Linked DNA regions of Columba livia: region 2 is linked to region 1. The links are chromatin contacts, called in public Hi-C maps. All regions are on one chromosome and are shown on one strand. Each heading gives the region's core, a stretch centred on a gene start, on an enhancer-like site or on the middle of the called end of the contact. The rest is flanking DNA. Distances are from core to core; before and after follow the strand shown. Region 1 holds the start of LOC102086252 (L-gulonolactone oxidase-like). Region 2 holds the start of NCOA1 (nuclear receptor coactivator 1).

Evidence for each region. Hi-C and Micro-C count contacts between places; a contact is called where the count stands out from the background.
Region 2: a Hi-C map of crop shows a contact between it and region 1, with 12 times the contacts expected there. The contact joins the promoter of NCOA1 here to the promoter of LOC102086252 in region 1. A contact is called at or near these places in 2 of 2 Hi-C or Micro-C datasets (crop and liver).

The regions. Positions count from the first base shown.
Region 1 is chr3:1,465,926-1,472,484 of bColLiv1.pat.W.v2, reverse strand. LOC102086252 (L-gulonolactone oxidase-like) reads left to right here and starts at 3,905. Exons shown (of 12, transcript XM_021279865.2): 1 at 3,905-4,034; 2 at 6,465-6,559. The coding sequence starts at 4,032.
Region 2 is chr3:1,897,972-1,904,750 of bColLiv1.pat.W.v2, reverse strand. It overlaps NCOA1 (nuclear receptor coactivator 1), which reads left to right and starts at 4,185. Exons shown (of 23, transcript XM_065055540.1): 1 at 4,185-4,473. LOC135578955 (a long non-coding RNA gene) reads right to left here and starts at 681. Exons shown (of 2, transcript XR_010471051.1): 1 at 342-681.

The DNA of each region.
Region 1 (6,559 bases), core at 2,656-5,155:
AATAAAAGCCGCACATAATTAAATTTCGGCTGTTTTATTTTTAAACGCAGAAGAAAGAAGGCAAAAAGCCAAACGCCACCTGATTTCTGCCTGGCCCGGGCACTGAAGGAGCTCCAGCAAAGCAGCCCTGCCTCAGTTTCCCCGCTCCGGTAGGGGAGGCAGGAGCTTTGGGAGCCCCCCAAGTGCAGGCAGCTCTGGGGAGGAGCCCGATGGGTGGGGGACAGGGGGAAGCTCCAGTCACAAGCCAAATTTGGGGGTAAATCCCATCTCCGTGCTCCTGCAGGGGCTCAGAGGCAGCCCCACACACCCGCCCCTGCAGCACAGCAGCAGGGACGCTCCTCACAATTGGGAAGTGCAATGCAATTTGGGAATTCATTCGCATTGCTAATGCATTGCAACTTGGGAGTGCACTGCAGTTTGGGAGTGCATTGCAATTGGGAATGCATTGCAATTTGGGAATGCATTGCAATTTGGGAGTGCGTTGCAATTTGGGAATGCATTGCAATTGGGAAATCATTGCAAGTTGGGAGTGCATTGCAATTGATAACTCATTGCAGTTTGGCAATGCGCTGCAATTTTGGAGCTCTTATAATTTGGGAGTGCATTGCCATTAGTAACACATTGCAATTTGGGAGTGCACTGCAATTTGGGAATTCATTTGCATTGCTAATGCATTGCAGTTTGGGAGTACACCGGAATTTGGGAAATCACTGCAAGTTGGGAGTGCATTGCAATTGGTAACTCATTGCAATGTGGAAATACACTGCAAATTGGGAATGCACTGCAATTTTGGAGCTCATTGCAATTTGGGAGTGCGTTGCAATTGGAATAAACTGCAATTTTGGAGCTCGTCCAATTTGGGAGTGCATTGCAATTGGTAACGCATTGCAGTTGGGGAATACACTGCGATTTTGGAGCTCATTGCAATTTGGGAGTGCATTGCAATTGGAATATACTGCCATTTTGGAGCTCTTGCAATTTGGGAGTGCATTGCAATTAGTAACACATTGCAATTTGGGAATGTGCTGCAATTTGGGAAATCACTGTAAGTTGGGAGTGCATTGCAATGGGTAACTCATTGCAATGTGGAAATACACTGCAAATTGGGAATGCGCTGCAATTTTGGAGCTCTTGCAACGTGGGAGTGCATTGCAATTAGTAACACATTGCAATTTGGGAGTGCACTGCAATTTGGGAAATCACTGCAAGTTGGGAGTGCATTGCAAATTAGGAATGCACTGCAATTTTGGAACTCATTGCAATTTGGAAGTGAATTGCATTTGGTAAGGCATTGCAGTTTGGCAATGCACTGCAATTTTGGAGCTCTTGCAATGTGGGAGTGCATTGCAATTAGTAACACATTGCAATTGGGGAGTGCACTGCAATTTGGGGATCATTTGCATTGCTAATGCATTGCAATTTGGTAGTGCATGGCAATTTAGGAGTGCACTGCAATTTGGGAAATCACTGCAAGTTGGGAAATCACTGCAAGTTGGGAGTGCACTGCAATGGGTAACTCATTGCAACGTGGAAATACACTGCAAATTGGGAATAAACTGCAATTTTGGAGCTCTTGTAATTTGGGAGTGCATTGCAATTAGTAACACATTGCAATTTGGGGATGCATTTGCATTGCTAATGCATTGCAATGTGATAATACACTGCAACTTGGGAGTGTGTTGCAATTTGGGAATGCCTTGCAATTTGGGAAATCACTGCAAGTTGGGAGGGCATTGCAATTAGTAGCTCATTGCAACGTGGAAATACACTGCAAATTGGGAATGCACTGCAATTTTGGAGCTCATTGCAATTTGGGAGTGCATTGCAGTTAGTAACACATTGCAATTTGGGAGTGCACTGCAATTTGGGAATTCATTTGCATTGCTAATGCATTGCAATTTGGGAGTGCACTGCAATTTGGGAGTGCATTGCAATTTGGAAATGCATTGCAATTTGGGAAATCACTGCAATTTGGGAGTGCATCGCAATTTTGGAAATCGCTGCAAGTTGGGAATGTATCACAATTGGTAATGCATGTCAGTGTGGGAATGGACCACAAATTGGGTATGCACTGCGATTTGGGAACTCATTGCAATTTGGGAACGTATCACAATTGGTAATGCATTGTAATGTGGGAATGCACCACAAATTGGGAATGCACTGCAATTTGGGAACTCACTGCAATTTAGCAGCGCATTGCAATCTGGGAATGCGTTTGCCATTTGTGTTCCAGATGTGCCAGCGAAGAAGCAGCTGCAAAGGCAGGATGCTGGCACAGGACACTGGCGCAGGACTCAGCACCAGCAGCTGTCCCAGCCCCCAGCCCCTTTTCAACTGCTTTGGAGACCCCTGGCCAGGCCAGGCCCCCAATAACCCTTTGTCACCCCGGCAGGGACCCTGTCCCACCCCAGCACCCCCTGCCATTGCGCTCCTGTGATTTACACCAGTTGACACCCGGTCTCCCAGTCCCCAGGGTGACTTTGTGGGGTTGAATCCTTCCCTGCTCTGGATTTTCCAGCGGCCAGGAGAGACTCTGCAGCATGCCAGGGCATTTCCCATCCCACCCAAACATTCAGAAACCAATTCACAAATAGCTTTGACACCTGGCAAAACACCACTTTTTAATTTAATTTAATTATCCCCTGCTGTTCTGCAGTCATTAGCCAAGCTGGGAAATCCCTCCTGGATCAAAACAAGGGTTGGGGGAGATGGTGGTGATGGGGCAGAGCTGCATCCCTCCTGCATCCCCCTCGCTGTTAATGAATAACCCGCGAAGGGTATTTTTGGGCAGGTTTTGATGACCTTTGCACAGCACTTGGACCCAGCGTGGAGGTATCTGACCCCAGTCTGGGGTCTCTCTGTGCTCCAAGGCGTGTCGGAGGATTATTCATTAATTTGCTGAGTTGCAGGCAGGAAAAAGAAAGAAAAGAATCACCGAATCTCTGCAGGGTTTGGGGATGGTCGGGAGGTCAAGGTGGATGTGAAGACCCAGGGAAAAAGCTGCTGCGAGGTCCTTCGCAGGCTGCGCAGCTCCTGCTCTGTAATTAAACAGCAATTTTGGGGGGTTGTGCTGGAAAAAATGAGGCTCTGACCACCACATGAAGGCAGCGGCGGTTCCCTGCCCTGCTCCCGAGGGGTCACCTTGTCCCAGTTAGCCAGCGCAGAAAAACCCTTATCATGCCCTCCTTAATGAGGGACCGGGGAGGTTTTGCTTATCACCAAAGCGCAGCCGCGGTGGCAGAGCTGCAATCGCTGCTGCTCGCCGTTCTGCGGATGAGACGCGTAACCTATGTGGATCCTGATCCCCTCTGCTCCCCGCGGGGCAGCTGAGCAAATTTGGGGTGCAAACAACACCCTCCGCCTTGCAAAACAGGGAGTGACGTTGGGGTTGGATCTTGGGGACAATTTCTTCCCCAAAGGGCTGTGGGGCATTGGAACAGGCTGCCCAGGGCAGTGCTGGAGTCACCAGCCCTGGGAAGGTTTAAAAGACACATAGATGAGGTTCTTAGGGACATGGTGCAGTACTGGGGTGGGTTATGATTGGACTTGATGATCTCGAGGGTCTTTTCCAACCAAATTGATTCTGTGATTCTCTTCTTGCTCATGGCAATGCGATGCAGCAAGACCGTCGCCTCACCAGCTGCTGGATACCCCCAAACCCACCAGCACGTTTTCCCTATTCCCCCCTTTTCCCGCTGCGAAGGCTGCAGCTTCAGGGGACCCTCCCCAGCGTGAGGACCCCCCAAAAGAGAAGCGTCTTCTCCCCAAAACCCCCTAAAGCATCTTCTTCCCAACACCACCATCCCTAGAGGATGCAGGACCCCGGGTTCAAATCATGTCCGCATCCCTGGGCTCAGCCCATCTCCTCCCCCCAGACCAGGCAGAGCCCAAGGGCCGGGCTGTTATTCATTATCCTTCCACAAGCTCCTTGTTGACCCTCAGGGCAGGAACCAGCTCCACCAGCCTTGGTGTGGCCAGGACCTGGTGCAGGAGCAGCTGGAGTCCCGCTCATCCCACAGAGAGCCCGCACAATGGTAAGGAAAAGCCAAAAGAGGGGAAATGCTCATTTTTTTGGGGTGGGAATGGTGGTCCAGGCAACGTGGAGTGCTTGGGGCTGGTGGGGATGACAGGGCTTTATAATCACCTTCCATACGGATTCAATAACGGTGCGGCCGTGATCATAGAATCACAGGATAGTTTTGGTTGGAAAGGACCTTCGAAGCTTGTCCAGTCCAACCCCAGTGAGAAATATGATGAGAAATAGGAAAGGGGGTTCAGAAAAGAGAGAGGGATGGGAAAACAACAGATTCCCTGGATAAATGAGTGTTTTCTAACACATGGGTTTTCAGTTTCTGGTGGTTTTTTTTTCCATTTTCCCTGGCTCCCAGCCCAGCCCTGGGTTTATCCTATGGGGGGGGAAGCTGCAAAGCAGCCCCAGCCTCATGTCTCCCCTGTCTCCAGGGCTCCCTGCTGCTATCTGGGCTACATCTCCCATAGCTTCTTGATGGCCCTGCTCATAGGCAGAGTCACCAAGGGCCACCCACTGTCCCTGCCCTGCCTGGAGGTGGTGGGAGGGGGTGGCGTGTTGGGACGATGCTGCAGACACCCCTGGAGAAGTTGGGGGCGTCTACTTCTTGGGTGGGAATTGAAGCCGTCAGAAATGGGGAGAAGAATTTTGAGGGTGGGAAGGTGGAGGGTTTGGCGATGGAGAAGAGACTGCGGGAGGTGACAAGGGAACAAATCATCCCCTACAGCCAAGGTGGGACACGTTGGTGGGGTAGAACATTGGACCAGCCCCACCTGGGGCAAGGGGACTCACCGTCTTCTCTGGGGCTTGTTGCCCAAACCCACTGAAGAGAAGCTGCTAAATTAATGTGAACTGTGGTTCAGTTATCAAAGACGTACCCATCATTAACCAGCTGACATCATAAACACTTTCTGACCACCTGCAAAACGAGGGGATGCTCTTCAAGTTTCAGATCCTTCTGCGTGACAAGAGGAGACAGAAGATTGAGTGAGACATGTTTAGAAGCAGAGTGCTTAGTTTATATTTAACTAATAATTAATACAAGCATTGCAAGGAAAAAACTAAACAATTATAACGTCATAAACTATTTCTTAGTATAGATGTATGTCAAAATTTTCAAAAATTGTAATACTTATGTAATAATTATGTGAATATAAGCAACGCAAGAGCATCCAGTCTTTGGAGCACTTATGGAGGATGGTCCCTAGTATTCCCAGTGCTGATAAATAAGGAATGCTGCTTAACAGCATAATTGACTTTGCTGTTAAGTTTATTTCTCCGTTTCACCAGATCAGGTCCTCCCATGACCAGGGACAAAGTGTCCCCCCCCACTAGGACCCATCCAAACCACCCTGCCTTGGGTGAAGCCCTGCCTTGGGTGAAGCCCTGCCTTGGGTTAAGCCCTGCCTTGGGTTAAGCCCTGCCGGGAGATGTGATGGGGCTGGGTGTTTTGGGGACAGTGTCTCAGGGTGGATGGCTGAGGTTGGACGGAGGTCCCAACCCGGTCCCAGTCAGCCCCTCATGATGGGGCCATATGGGGACACTGGGACATGAAGCCACAAGGTACATTTGAGTGCTGAGAGGAGACCAGAGCAGAAGAGACAGAATCACAGAATGACAGGATGTCAGGGGTTAGAAAGGCCCTGGAAAGCTCATGCAGTGCAATCCCCCCATGGAGCAGGAACACCCAGATGAGGTTACACAGGAAGGTGTCCAGGCGGGTTGGAATGTCTGCACAGAAGGAGACTCCACAACCCCCTGGGCAGCCTGGGCCAGCCTCTGCCACCCTCACCCCCAACAAGTTGCTTCTCCTCTTGCAGTGGAACCTCCTGTGTTCCAGTTTGCACCCATTGCCCCTTGTCCTGTCACTGGTTGTCACCAGAAGAGCCTGGCTTCATCCTCCTGACACTCCCCCTTCCCATCTTGATCCCCAGGAATGAGTCCCCCCTCAGTCTCCTCTTGTCCAGCTCCAGAGCCCCAGCTCCCTCAGCCTTTCCTCCCACGGGAGATGCTTCACTCCCTTCAGCATCTTGGTGGCTGCGCTGGACTCTCTCCAGCAGTTCCCTGTCCTGCTGGAACTGAGGGGCCACAACTGGACATGATATTCCAGATGTGACGGTGCAAAGTGAGGGGACCCCAGCACACATCACACTGTGGGAGGATGGGATGGGCTGTGCTCAAGGGAGATGTCTCCAGCACACCAGGGCATCCTCCCACTTCGCCCCAGTGACTGCCAAGGGAGCCCAGAGTGACTTGCTCACATGGAGACACCTCCGCTTTGGGGACTCGAGGGCTTGAGACAATCCTCTGTGCACATAAATAATTAATCTTGTTGGAAATGTGGCTCTGGTGCAGTGTTCTTCGCAGCCACAGAATGGTGTGGAAAAGCAGGGGTGGCGCTTGCTTTCTTCTGCTTCAGCTCTTGGTTTTGGTCCAGGTTCACGGCCAAGGAGGAGTCAAGTTCCAGAACTGGGCCAAGACCTATGGCTCTTCTCCAGAGCTGTACTTTCAGCCCACCTCGGTGGAGGAGAT
Region 2 (6,779 bases), core at 2,936-5,435, 430 kb before region 1:
TAACCTTAATGGGCTAGTGCATTAATTTCGGTTAAAGCATGCTTGCAAAGTCGTAAAAGTAAGAGGTTTGGAAAAGGTGTTGAATCGGCGTGTTGAAAGCATCTTGCTCTTGGCTTGGAGCTTTTGGGGTTTTTTTTTTAGTGAAATGCATCCTCTGGTGCATAAATACCCCAAAAGTTCATATTTTAGGTGGTCTTGAATGCCAGCAAACAGGCTGTCACGCAGGAAATGATGGCACAACGCTGCACACCTGCACCTGAGACCTTAGAAGGTGGAAAAAATGTTAAACAAAGCAGATTTCAATCATATCCTCACACGGACTCAGAAGCAGCGGGTAGTACCTTCAAATGCCAAAGTGCTTGCGTCCATTGCTTTGTCCCATCTCAGGATGAGCTGGAGGACAAGGGGTGTTCATCCTCACGTCTCATTTCTTCCACGTTCCACACGGGTGGACAGCTCATGCAACCCTGGTGACCTGCTGGTCCAGATGCCATCATCAGATGTCATTCTTGTCCCCTTCTCCTGCCTTTTGTTCCTCCCGGTGCTCCCATACTCGGTATTCCTGTTCAACCCCTCATTTAGGGCAACCTGAACGTTTTAATTACATTTTTAGGGCATAAGTAAGTCAGTAGTAAGGGAGGAGCTCAGCACTTCTCAGTGTGAAACAGAGTCAAGTTCATATTCAGGAGTTATGTGGATCTCTAAAGAATCATATATGTACTAAATGAATTGTTTATTACTTATTACAATGCTGAATTTGGCCAAGAAGCGTTAACGAACTCCATACTATTAATTTTGCCTTCTCAGATTAACAACTTGAGGCTTGCAAGAAACTCTGAAAAGCCTCTGCTTCCTAAACTGAAATAAAGCCTGAAAAATGGCCTTTAGTGCACGTGAGTTGTACAGAACAACGTGCAACAGGTGACAGCGTCACATCGAGGGTTGGTGTCAGGAAACAGGACAACTCGACACTGTTTTGGTTGGGGATTCCATCACTCATTTGCTGCTTGACGCTCATTTAAACCTCTTAAACACTGCTTTGCCTATGTAAAATGAAGATGATCAAACAAGCTTCTTTTACAAAGTGCTCAGGCTAGAAAGATCGAACACCAATAAATTATTTGTCATTTATCAGTTGGAAATTAAGCTCCCAGATAAAGTCTCACCCACTGTGGTATCACTTACCTGGCGGGAGAGGCCTTTGTTTTGGGTTTAATTCTAGGAAGTTTTGAAATAATTTCATTTTGCTGATGGATTTCATTTCTATTTCATGTGTATTTCAATGAGACATTTAATCTTTTTCCTAATACTTTTTGAAGTCTCATTCATTTAAATTGTCAAAGCCTGACAGCTCCATAATGTACTTAAACCCGGCATTGTTTATACTCGCATTCCATTTAAAAATTAGCCGGCAGATTAAAGTAATAAAAATGGTTTTATACTTCTCAGCGCTAATATCATTGAAAACTTACAATGTCCCTACTGCCGGAGATTAGCTCATGTATTACTTTCCCGCGAGGAATGCGCAGAGGGGAAATATTCTAACACCGAGTTTTGTTATTAGTTGGGAAGGCTGAACATTTTCTGCCTGAATAAAGCCCAAGTGGGCACAGCCTGCAGAGGCACTGGAGAGCTGGCAATGCAGGAAAGCTCCGGACTTCTGCAGAGCTTCCTTCCCTCATCGATGTTGCAGAGTGAGCGGGACCAGGAGGAATCTATTAGCGCTTCCACCTTGGTGTGTTGCAACCAAGGGTCATACAGCAGCTGCTCACATCACCTCAGTCCCTACCAAGAATGCAGTTAAAGGAGAATTGGGAGCATCCCTTCGTTACCTCGGGGGTTTGGACCTTGGTTTGGCTGGGGGTGCGTGATCTCAGGTCGCCACTCCCCTCCATCTCACTGCTCCACCACATCTCCTCCGTCTCACTGCTCCACCACATCTCCTCCGTCTCGCTGCTCCACCACATCTCCTCCGTCTCGCTGCTCCACCACATCTCCTCCGTCTCGCTGCTCCACCACATCTCCTCCGTCTCGCTGCTCCACCACATCCCCGCTCGTTTTGATGCTTTTGTTCACAAGCACAGGCCTGAAATTCTTCTAAAATAAGAAGCTTGCTGTCTAGTTGAAGATGGACAAAACATACAGTATTTCATATGCAAACGCACCTATGGTTAAGCAGGTTTGGATGAAATGGCCCAGGAAACATCTCATTGATCCTAAAATAACAAGAAAAAACCCCAATTCATAAGCCTGTGATTGATATCCCCTGTCCCTTTACTTGCTGAAGGGTTAACTGGGGTTTATCTTGCCCATCCCCTTCACAGGTGCTGCAGACACAGTCACTTATTAAATACACCTGGCATGGGCTTTTTTATGAGAAGCAAGAACCTTGGGGGTACCTGGGACCCCAGGGAAGGTGCAGGTTTCTGAGGGTGACAGAAAATCCAGTTTGGATGATGATGATGATCATGATGTGGGTGACCATGGCAGGTGGATTTGTGATGTTGTGTGGTTGACTGGGGTTTTCTTTCTTTAAGGCCAATTTGTTTTGTTGTAACACAGGCACTTGCAAGCCCCTGAGGAATAAAGAGCCCCTGTGGAGGAAAACGAGGCACCTGAAGCTCTGGTTTATTTTAAACTGTTCAAGCCATCAGGGTGTTTTGCTTCATAACACATGAAGTGTTTGGGGATTTTGTAGTTTCATAGAGATGATAAATAATGTAACCAGATGCGGCCTGGATGTGGTAAAATAGTTGATACAGCAGTTGTGACTGTTCTATGGATGGCATCTTTGTTTGGAAGTAGCCGAAAATGTCAGTGACACCAAATGATGGGTCTGTGTGGGACGATCTGTCACCCTGTACTGCTCGCTGAACTTCGTGTTGGTGTTCCCAGCTGATCCAGGGACTTTTCAGCCCTTTTGATGTGTAGTCAGAGAACAAGAAGAAAGACAAAAGCCTTTAGGTCTTTCTTGAAGCCTTGGTAGGGGATGGTGATTGGAAAACAGACCCCAACAGGTAACTTCCAGCACAAAATGCCGCTGCTCAGCGACACCAGCCCATCCAGGCGAGTGGGACAAGGAGACCACAAGCGTGGAGGCATCTTTGGTTTGGGGGACGGGTTGGGCTGGTTGAGCTCAACCAGACGGTGCTTTAGAACAGGGAGGTGTTGAAGCGGATAAATTAACTAAAAAGCAGAGTCAAATGATACTGTTAAGCGGTGTTCTTTATTTTTGCATTGAAATATGAGAAGCAACTCGTTGGGGGTGAGGGTGGCAGAGCCTGGCCCAGGCTGCCCAGGGGGGTTGTGGAGTCTCCTTCTGTGCAGACATTCCAACCCGCCTGGACACCTTCCTGTGTAACCTCATCTGGGTGTTCCTGCTCCATGGGGGGATTGCACTGGATGAGCTTTCCAGGGCCCTTCCAACCCCTGACATTCTGGGATTCTGCGATTCTTTATTTTATCAGAACTGCAGGACATTGGGGACCATCCTCCATAAGCGCTGCAAAGACTGGATGCTCTTGCGTTGCTTATATTCACGTAATTATTACATATGCATTACAATTTTTGAAAATGTTGATGTACTAAGAAATAATTGATGATGCTCGTTATAATAGTTCATTTTCTCACATCTATTAATTATTAGTTAATTATAAACTAAGCACTCTGCTTCTAAACAATGTACGACTCAATCTTCTGTCTCGTTGCGCAGAAGGATCTAAAACTTGAAGAGCATCCCCTTGTTTTGCAGGTCGCTAGAAAGCACTGATCATGATGGGGATGTCTTTTATAACTTAATCACAGCGTACGTTTATTTAGCAGCTTCTCTCTTCAGTGTGACGAGAGGGCTGTGGGGATGAGGGTGATGTCGCCATGGGGGTCCCAGGCTGGGGAGGCAGCGCCTGCGGCCGGGGCCTGACCGGGGCGGCTGGGGGGGCTCCGATGGCACCTCCGGTGCCATCGGAGCCCCCCCCAGCCGCCCCGGTCAGGTCCCGGCCGCCACTGAGATGGCCCAACAGCGGAGATGGGGACAACAGCGGACGATCCGCGGCCTCCCCAGCCCCTCCGGGCCGCGGGTGGGCAGGGGAAGATGGCGGCCGGCAGCGGCTGAGCGAGGAGGAGGAGTGATCCGTGCCGGGCCGCGGCGGCCTCCTCCGACACCGCCCCCCCCCGTCCTCCTCCTCCGTATCCAGCTCCGCCCCGTCCCGCCGGGAGGGAGAGCGGCGAGCAGAGCCGGAGAAGCCCCGCAGCCTCGCCGCGCCGCCCAGGCAAGGGGCCCCGGCTACCCCGGGAGCCCCGCAGCGGGAACCGGGGCCCCCAGCTAAAGCGCCCGCCCGCCCGCCGCTCATCGCGATCGCCGGCGGGCGCAGCTGCGAACCCCCCCGCCGCTTGGCCGGGGGAGTCGCTGTCGCGTTGCCCGTTGAGCTCCACGGCCTCAGCCCCGGCGGGGGGAGGCGGCTGTCACCCAGGCAGGTGAGTGGCGCCCGGGTTGAGGGAGGGAGGGCGGAGGAGGAGAAGCGGGGGAGGCCGGGGCGCCCCGCCGCGCAGGGCGGGGGTGTGTCTGGCGGGGCCGGCCCGCCGCCCCCCGGCCCCCGCCGCAGCCCCCCGGCCTGCGGGGAGGCGCAGCTGTCACGGCGGGGGCGGGCACGGCGGGAGGGGGGGGACGGCCCGGCCCCCCGCCCCGGGCTGCCATGGCGGCGGGCGGAGCGCTGAGGGGCGACGCGGCCTCTCCCCTCCCGCTCCCTCCCGCCACCTTCCCCTCGCCCGCCCGCCGGCCCCTGAGGAGAAGCGCCCCGGGGGCGCTGCAACCCCAACCCTCCTTTTCCTATATATCCCTCACCCCTCATTATTATTAATTCAAAGTTGATTAAAAAAGTGAAAGCGCCGTCCCCCCCACCCCCCCACCCCTGGGGATGACCCCCCCGGGCAGGGAGGACGCTCGGTTTGGTGGCGTTTTAGGTGACAGCTCTTTGTCTGCGTGTGACATCGTGTGTGCGTGTCCCCCCTCCCCGGTGTGTGGCTGTGTCCCCCCAAAACCCACCCCCCGACCCCGGCGGGGCTCTTCTGGTTGTCAGCAGAGGTGAGTAAGTTTGGTCAGGGGGAGCTGGACGTGGCCGTGGGGGGTTTTGGGGTCACCGGAGTGGGGAACAGCTGCTTGTCAGGTGGGGTGAGTGGGGAATCGGGCTCCTCAGAGCTTGGGGGGGAGTCCACCCCCCATTCCTAGCAGAGCGCTTGCCCTAAATTTCCTTCATTTCTCCCTTAGAGACACGGACCAGCCGCGTATCGCAAATAATCCCAAATACCTGCCCGTGCAGAGGCGAGCGGCAGCCCCGGCTTGTGCGCCGGGGGGGCTCCAGCTGCTGGAATATGACATTTAGCGGTTGAAAAACCCGTCGCGGGAAGGCTGTTTCCTTTCCCGTGTAGGTTGCTAGACGCTCGCAAGCCCTCCAGTTTCCTAGGTGCGTTTTGACCTTTCGGTGGCTGAGAACTGGGTCGTGTGCGTTGGGTGACGGTCTCCTGTTTGTGCTTTGGTTTCTTGTCTTTTTTTGCACCTGAAAGAGCGTGTTTGCAAAGGCGGAAAGGTGTGGAGCGCCGTCTGGGGCTGCCGCTTGCATCCACTGGAAGCTTAAGCAGTGTACGGTAGATAGCAAATTTTCACTGGCCAAATACGGTGCAGCCCTCCCCCCCCCCCCCAAAAAAAAAAATAGTGACACAGCAAAGTGTATTAAAACTGGAAATTTGGACTCGTGTGGGTGGCGCTTGTATGTTCTTCGCTTTGTCTCGTGGCTTCTATGCTTTGTGTTGATGGTTTAAACTGAAAGAAAGACCTGGTTTGTGTGGGCTGGCAGGATGCACATATGTGTGTGTGCAAAATGTGCATGCGTATATATATATATATCTATAAAAAGAGTAATGTACCTGGTGGGTTCTAGTGGCAAGATGGTAAATATGAACAAAAAAGATGCTTCGTTTCCCTTTCTGGGCTCGCTGTCCCATCGCAGTTTGGAGGTTGTGATCTGCCTGCAGAATATTTCGGCAAAGGTGTTTGTGCTCTGAACTCTTTCTGCTGTGCCCATCAGTTTCTACAAGTAAACACCAGGTGTTACGTATGGAAGTGTAGGTAGTATGTGGTGCATCCGTAGCTTTACACTGAGGCCTTTTGCAAAGCGGCAGAGAAACATTGTGAACCGGGAAAAGATGGATGCAAAGCCACAAATGTGTGGAGGAGCGAGTGCTGTGGTATCCGCAGCTTTGCAGCGCTGTTCGGTGAAAATGATTAAAGTTCAAGTTGCCACTTAAGGGGACAAACAGCTCTTGATGGCAGATAATAAACAGTAGTAACTTTGGCAATCCTGCGCCTGGCTCGAAGCCGACGGGCACGGTGAAATGTTAAATCTCGACTTATTTGCTCAAGATGGGTATCTGCTGTTTGGAAACGCGTTGCCAAACAATATGGCAGCGCAAAACCCCCTGTTTCCTCCCAAAATAAATAGGCGAACGGGGGCTTTGGCTCTTTGGGAGTCAGACCCTGACTTTGGGTTCACTCCGGGCCGACTTTGATTTGGAGCGTGCGTGTTTTTCCCCGAGCCTTGCCCTCTGATCGTTCTACGACACATGCTCACAACTGCATGACTAATTCAGACAATTAGTCATACGCTTCCACTGGAGGTTTATTGGAGCGGGATCGCTGTCATTCTCGTGTTGTAAAAGTCTGCGTTTGGGGACGTGGACCCTCTGTTGACTTCCCTTGGGTCTCCTGGTGCTGTTGTCGGGTGGGC